Linked DNA regions of Mus musculus: region 2 is linked to region 1. The links are chromatin contacts, called in public Micro-C maps. All regions are on one chromosome and are shown on one strand. The core of a region is the stretch at or near the end of the contact, and the rest is flanking DNA. Distances in the headings are between cores, read along the strand shown.

Region 1 (3,822 bases), core at 1,312-3,811:
ACTGAGGTTCAGCGGTAGACAGACCTCTGCTTTGATGGTGGTGGAGACTAGAGATAAAAGTTAGGGTACTCACTCTGGAGAGGCTCCTGCTCAATGTCCCTATAGTCCAGGAACATGTTAACTTGATACAGCACCTGCCCCAGCAGTAGGAGCTCTCACAGATCCCAAAGGGTGGGTGCCCCAACTCAGATATGTCCTCTGACGGGAAGTTCAGCTCCTTCCTGACCTACTTTCACATTAGCCCATTACTTATCATGTAAGAACTTCAACCTGAAGTTCTGTTAGTCAATGTGGGCCCTTATGTGAACCCAGAAAACAAAGTTATAAATAAGCAATGCTATAACAGAATTTCAAGGATACGGAAAACTATGTGATACCGGGGGAAAAAACTCAGACACACATATACACTGTGATTGTCATTAAATTGGAAACTAATACAGATGTGTGCAAAAAAGTTTCTGGGCAGACACAGCCTTACTGTACACTACTGGAAGCTAAGATTTAGGATACATTGTACTTATTTTAATTAACTTTTACTTTTTATCTAAAGTTTCACTTTTTCTTTTTACACTGAACACAGATGACATAAAAACAAAGAAAAAGTTATTTTTTAAAGTATGTTATTTTAAAAAGTTATTTTTAACAATTATTTAATTGAGGCCCCTTCCAAGTAAGAAGTAAGTAGGACCAGGATTACACTACCAGTGGTCTGAACCAAATAAAGACTTAGAAATAAGACATGAAGCAAATGCTTTCAAGACTCTATAGACATCAGGCATTGTGTCTTGTGATCTCTTAGGTATGGGAAGCAAATTGTTACTGCATAGTAAATGGCATTACAGTGTATGTAGGAAAAGCGTGTGTCCGAAACAGCTCAAAGGCCAGGAGGGAAGAATCGGAAAACACAGCTGAAAGTCCCTTAGTTCAGTGTTGTCACTTGATGGGAGACTACGAGAATACAGGCGTGCCAGAGATTCTAAGACAACAAATAAAACTAAACCCCCAAAGGAAGTAAAATGAAATCATAGAGAAAAGGGAAAACTAAACAAAAGAGAACAAAGAATGGATGGAACAAATAGAAAACAAAAATAGCCTGTTTAAGTTCTACCTTTCACAATCACATTAAATATAAATGGTCTAAACACTACAATTAAAATGATTTTTAAAAGTGTTTCAGATTGGAGGTGGGGGCATCTAAGGTCCAGTTATCTATTTCTTAAAAAACATAACATAACAAAACAAAACAAAAAACAAACACAACTTTTAAGTATAAATAAAAAAGTTAAGCTAAAACTAAAGTCTTGGAGAAAAACCACATTGTGTTGGTCATAATCAAAGAAAGTGAGGATGGCTAAAGTAATGACAAAGTTGGAAAGAACTCAAGTGAGCACCATAATGAAAGGTTATGGTTCACTTATATAATGGGATACAACTAGCCTGTGAACATGACTAAGGCTGTGCCTCAGATCAGAACTGAGTCTCAGAACAGCTCTTCTGAGTGAAGGCAGAAAGACAAAAGGTTAAAAGTCACGGTGTATAATTCTGTAAGAGTTCTAGAAGATGAAAACTGGCTATCCCTTCAGGGTGAGCCAGGTTGGCTGTGCTAAGATGGGTCATGAACAGGGAGGGAACTTCAGGGACACAAGGACCTATGGGTGATGGAAAAATCTCTTATCTTGTTTATGGTGGTATTTTCTCCAGTAGAGACACATGTCAGAACATAGAATTGATTCTTTATAGGGTTGATTGTATGTCAATTGACCCTCAGTAAAGCTGTTAAATAAAATGTAGGCGAGTGAGGAACTTTATATTAGTTCTTACATTTAAAAAAAAAAAAGTGACTTCCACAGCCCAGTGCTATGCAGCTCCAGTGACCCTTGCCAGAATAAACGTCCAATCATTCCTGTCCTCGTGCAAGGTCCAGTCTTCACATATTTTCTCCTACTCTACTTATCTAGGAGGAGAAGACTCCATTATGGAAAGAGGAGACTGGGCTCTGGAAAAGAAACCACAGACTAAGCCCGATGGTAATTAGTAAGAGCTTCAGCTGGGGAGGTGGATGCTGCCCTCTGAGCATCCTTCACCCTGAGATTCCAGTCCATTCTTCACATGGCTGAGCAGAAACTGGCTAGACACACCAAAAGAAGACAGGAAGAACAGGAAACCAGGCAGCAGGGGTATCTAGCCTTGCTCTACTCTCCCTATAAACTCTCCTCCCATTTTGAGTTTTATATGCAAATCATCGAGTGCTGCCTTCACCTCCCTTCTGGGGCATCTCCCAGGTTGTCAACTCTTGCTTCACTCAGATTGTAGAGCATTTTTACGACAGGGGAAATAAACGAATATTGCCTTTCACCAAATCACAGGGCACCTTATCTATTTAGGGTGTACACCCCTACCTACTTCCCAGAGGAATTTCAATCAGGTTATAAAATTATCCTCAACATAGAACAAGATAACTATAAATAGAAACGAAACTCAGCACCCAGCCTCTTCTAGGGTGCCTGGGAGGTTACAGAAGTCAAATACTGGAGTGGGCTCTGAGATGAGGTGTGGCTATCTCACTGGGTGACCTTGCACTTCTATGAGTGGAACGCACCGCCGGGGACAACACTGCCTCCACACACTGCCATTTCGTGAATAATCAGCACAACAATTCCTGTTGGCACAGGGCAAGTATGGCAACTGGGTTCTGCCTTCAGGGACCCTGTCTTACCTAATTCGCAGCAGCTGGGGAAGTTGGTGGCTTACCCCTAGAAAATGAGACCCTTAGGGAAATGCTGCTTCCCTCAAGGAGAGTGAACTGGTAGTGCTTCTGGGAGAGCTTGCATCCCCGATCTGCTTGGGGAACAGAGGCGAGATCTACTGCCCAGATGACCAGCCATTCCGAAACAATCCCTGACTACAAGGCTCCTGAATCTGACCTTTAGGTGTGAATCCCTAAAGTTCCCTCCAAAACTGCCCACCACCAACGATAGAGGTTTGCACACACACAGAACTGTGTGATCAGGGGCAAATCCTTTTATATTACCAGTTTGATATAAGGTAATTATGTGTGGGAAAGGCCAAGTTTGACTAAGCATGGCTCCTAGGTGTGTACCCATGCAGGACCATGGGGGAGCATAAAATCTGACTTGTGGCTATAGTTGATTCTGACTCAAACAAATGGTATGGCTAATATGCTGGCATATTCCTGTAATCCCAACACCTAGGAGTCAGAAGAATGAGTATTGCCACAAGTCTGAGGTTAGCCTGGACTATACAGTGAGTCTGAGGCCAGCCAGGACTACAAAGCAAGACTGTGTCTCAAAAGAGCCAAAATCTAGGAATCCGGGAGATGGCTCATTTAGTAAATCCCTTGCCTTGGCAGGCATGAGTAGTTCAGCTCAGATCTTCAGCACCTACATGAAAGCAGGTTGTACTGGCATGAACCTGTAATCCCAGCACTCAGGAGTTCAGGTTGAGTCAGCTTTGGAGCTCACTGACGAGCCAGTCCAGCCAATTAGTGATCTCCAGGTTCACTGAGAGACCCTGCCTCAAACACTGAGATAGAGAGAGAGAGAGAGAGAGAGAGAGAGAGAGAGAGAGAGAGAGAGAGAGAGAGAGAGAGAGAGAGAGAGAGAGAGAATTACTTCTGGCTTCCATACAAGTTCATATATATATATATATATATATACATATATATATATATATATATATATATATATACACATTCACACACACACACACACACACTAAGTCAATGATCTAAAAATCAAGAACAAAAACTCAAAATAGCAACACACGATGTGAAGGTAAAAACAGTTTCAGGACCAGTAGTGA
Region 2 (3,681 bases), core at 598-3,097, 84 kb before region 1:
TGTTTGAGGTGCAACAGGGGTGACCAGACTAGGCCAGGGAACTAGACAAGGGCTCCAGGCTAGATCTAGCAGGTTGGAGAATATGTGTCAAGTAGAAAGAGTCAGGCAGACTAACCAGACCTTGGAGAAGGTTGTCCCAGATAGAATTTTATTAATGGAGACATTATTCTATGCTCTTGTGAGACTGTTTCACAATTCTTGATGCCCTGTTCTTTTATACTATTGTTTTCTTTTTGTGTCTCCCTTTTTCAATTTTTAGATGTTCGAACAGAATCTTCAAGTTGCTGCTCAAATAAGTGAAGATTTGAAAACAAAGGTATTAGTGTTGTGTCTTCAGCAAATGAATTCTTTCCTAAGTAGGTATGTATTTTTGCCAGTAATCTAAATTACAAATTATGTGTTTAAATTAAGAGCAAAATTTGTTGATTCTAGGATGCTGTTATTAAAAGATTAGCCCCCTTTGTTGTTCAGAAATGTAAAAAGTATTTAAAAAGAAGATCAGATGGGGCATGTAACATACTGTTTCCCTTTGGGCCTTTTCCTGTGAATTGTTCACATAAAGATGTTCAAGTCTACAGAAAAGAATCCCATGAGATCTGTCCTCCCATCATACAGCCCAAGTCTTCTAGGCCATCCTCACATGCCCTGTCTCTTATACTATTGCTCCCTTCTGTGCCTCCCTTCTATCACTGTGATGCTCAGATGTTGCTGTCCATGTCCTAGATTCTGTTATAACCTCAACAACATCAGTCATGTAGTGGATATCTGACATCTCATGTTAGAGTTTATGGTTTCTGTCGGGCAGCGGGTTGCAGGGAAATAAAGCGGTGGGAGAGAACCCAAGTCCTGCCAGAGCTCTGGCAGCTCAGTCAGCCCTGCCCGGGGCCGAAGGAAGAGGGCAGGGGGAGAGGGGGCACTGGGTGGTTCCCACGTGGTGAGAGCCCTTGGTCCGGTCCGTGGCTGGAGTGCAGGAAGGCCTTCTGGAGGGAGGTTAGACACAGCTCTTTAGAGGAAAGCCTGCTCTGTTGCCCCAACACAGCAAGCCTCGATGAGCAGAGACAGTCTATGGTTTTAGAGCTTTATTGTAGAAAGACTGAGAGAAAGAGAGAAGGTAGAAGGAGAGAGACTGGCCATGGCCACGTGGGGGAGGGGGAAGAGAGGAGGAGACGGAGAGCTAGAGATGAGAATAAGAGAGGTGAGAGCTTAAGAGAGAGGAGGGGCCAAACAGCCCCTTTTATAGTGGGCTGGGCTATCTTGCTGTTACAGGGTAACTGTTGGGAGGAGCATACCTGGCTATTGTCAGGTAACTGTGAGGGTGGAGTCTAGTCAGAATGCTAGGAGCTTGGGACATTGTCTGCATGACTTATAGGATTATGGAGTTGGGAGCTCTGTGGTGTTGGGCGCCTATGTCTGGGACCGTGGCTCACTGTTCAATCCCTTGTAGAGTTTTCTACTGGGTTTCCAGATTAAGCTTTGCTCAACCAAAACACAGGCTGCCTTTCACTGTCCCACGCTTTCAACTGCTAGGTTGGCAGGTCTGTCACTGTAGTCTAAGTCTGTAGGCTTCTGGATCATGAAGGCTGCTTCTCCCCTCTTCACCAACTGCTCCAGAGGCTGACATGGATCTCTTTTTGCTTACCAACACATGTCTTCAACATTAGTGGTCATATGTCATATCTCTGACAGCTCAGTTGCCAACCAGGCTCCTCCATTCCTTAGAATCCCATCTGCTACCCACCTGGGGGAGCACATGATTTGATTCCTCTCAGTCACAGAGTTATAACTGATCTCCACATTCCATCCATAGAATTACAGCTGAGCTCCTCGGCCCATTTATGGGGTTATTGCCAAAGTATCTCAAGGTCACTTCTCAGGGTCACTTCCTAGTCAGTCACTTCATTTTTGAGGTGGAATCTTCTATGAAGAGGATTTTTCCGTGGTTGATCTGGAACCACAGATGAGAAAAATCAAAATAAATGTGTAAATCTTCTTCACTAATTAACAGTTTAACAGATTAATGTGTCAAAAATTATGCAGAATGCAACAGTGGCATTCTAGTTGTTGGTTTTCCAGATATTTCAAGACTGGTTATATTTTTGTCTCATTTCTTCATGGTGTTTTTGAAAAGGGACATCTTATCAAGTATATGATAATGTTTCTCACACTTTTGAGGGTTTTGTGGAGGAGTGGAGTGGGTACTGTGCCATGGTGTACATGTGAAATCAGAGGACAACTTTGTGCAGTTGGTTCTCTTTCTACCTTTACGTGAGTTTCGGGGATCTACCTCAGGTGGACAGGCTTTCGTGGCAAGTACCTTTACCTACTGAGTCATCTCTCTAGTCCTGTTCTATGAGTTGTAGGGTGAACTGTTCATGAATTACTGAGATACTTTCCTAGTTATAGTTATGTTTTTCACAATATCTTTATCTCAGAATACCAAACCATATTTCAAAGCCTGCTACAAAAATTATTTTTAAAATTCATTTAACATGATTGACTCTCCTCTATCATTAATATAGACTATTCAAAAGTACGCTTATGTTTAAAGACTCCTCTGGTCCAAAAGTGGTGATATGAATTCCCTGACAGACATGATATCTACCTGGCACTGTAGACAGCTTTGGGATTCCCCAATGTGATTTCAGATACAAAGATGAAGCCCAGCTTTACAAAGAAGAGCACCTGAGAAACCGGCAACACCCACACTGTTATGTGCAGTACATGATTGCCATCATCAATAACTGCCAGACCTTCAAGTAAGTGCTGTGTAAGACAGAGCGGGACAGAGAGCATGCAAGCATGTAGCTATTTCCCTGAGCCCTTGATGTTTCCTTGCAGAGAATCCATCATCAGTCTGAAAAGGAAGTACCTAAAAACTGAAGCAGAGGAGGGCCTGTGTCTGAGTCAGCCAAGCATGGATGGGATTCTAGACGCCATTGCTAAGGAAGGCTGCAGCAGTCTGCTAGAGGAGGTCTTCCTGGATCTAGAGGTGAGCTTGGCTCCTCCACCCCTGGGGCTAGAGCATGGGGTAGGGCGGGGGTTGGAGGGTTGCATGTTCTATGGACTACACTGCCTCCTGCCTCATGTAACTGCTATATGTGAGCTGCCATGTTCCCTTGCATCTGTACTAAGCTACAGTCAAAGGCTTGTCTGCCTGCCTCTCTAGGCAAATTCAGATAAAGGATCCAGGAAGTGATTAGGTATCAAACAGTAGAAAGTTCAGGATAAATCAAGTATGCGGAAACCAATAACAAAACTCAGCTGAGAGTACACAGGTCACATCAATCAACCTCACAAAACTCCAACATATAACGCACCCAAAATCACTAACAAAACAATTTTCATTCACACCAAAAGCATAGTGCACCATAAACAAATAGGACCACTTTGGAACACAGATACCAGCATAGTTAAATGCCTTGGCAGGAATAACCTTATATTAAAAAAATAAAACTGACCATCTGTGGGTCTTGCTGCAAAGGAATCTTTTTTTTTTTTTTTTTTTTTTAAATCATGCCTTACTGAGTTTAGATCCTCAGAACCCATGAGTATGGCCATGAATGCCTGTAACCCCAGAGCTATGGGGAGTAGAGAAAGGACCACTGGGGCTTGCTGGACATCCAGAGTAGCTAAATGGTAAACTCCAGGTTCAGTGAGAGATGCGTCTCAAGAAAGTAAGGT

The links. Hi-C and Micro-C count contacts between places; a contact is called where the count stands out from the background.
Region 2: a Micro-C map of granulosa cells shows a contact between it and region 1, with 2.4 times the contacts expected there. The contact joins two enhancer-like sites. A contact is called at or near these places in 1 of 15 datasets of contacts at CTCF or cohesin (pro-B cells), 21 of 484 Hi-C or Micro-C datasets (the 63-12 cell line, MC3T3-E1-derived osteoblasts, Sertoli cells and 16 more), 2 of 115 datasets of contacts at active chromatin or transcription factors (the 230-238 cell line and cardiomyocytes) and 2 of 9 other capture datasets (adipose tissue and liver).

What each region holds. Positions count from the first base shown.
Region 1 is chr13:74,097,865-74,101,686 of GRCm38.p6, reverse strand. It overlaps a transcript of Slc9a3 not described here. Among named protein-coding and RNA genes, the nearest start is that of Slc9a3, 22 kb to the left of the region's middle. Within about 2 kb of position 2,561, at least 8 of the 459 cell types and tissues checked have an H3K27ac peak or open chromatin away from gene starts, as enhancers often do. A contact at or near this core is called in granulosa cells, where this site is marked.
Region 2 is chr13:74,181,352-74,185,032 of GRCm38.p6, reverse strand. It overlaps Exoc3 (exocyst complex component 3), which reads left to right. Exons shown (of 13, transcript NM_177333.4): 7 at 260-360; 8 at 2,646-2,756; 9 at 2,839-2,989. Among named protein-coding and RNA genes, the nearest start is that of Exoc3, 26 kb to the left of the region's middle. Within about 2 kb of position 1,847, at least 4 of the 459 cell types and tissues checked have an H3K27ac peak or open chromatin away from gene starts, as enhancers often do. A contact at or near this core is called in granulosa cells, where this site is marked.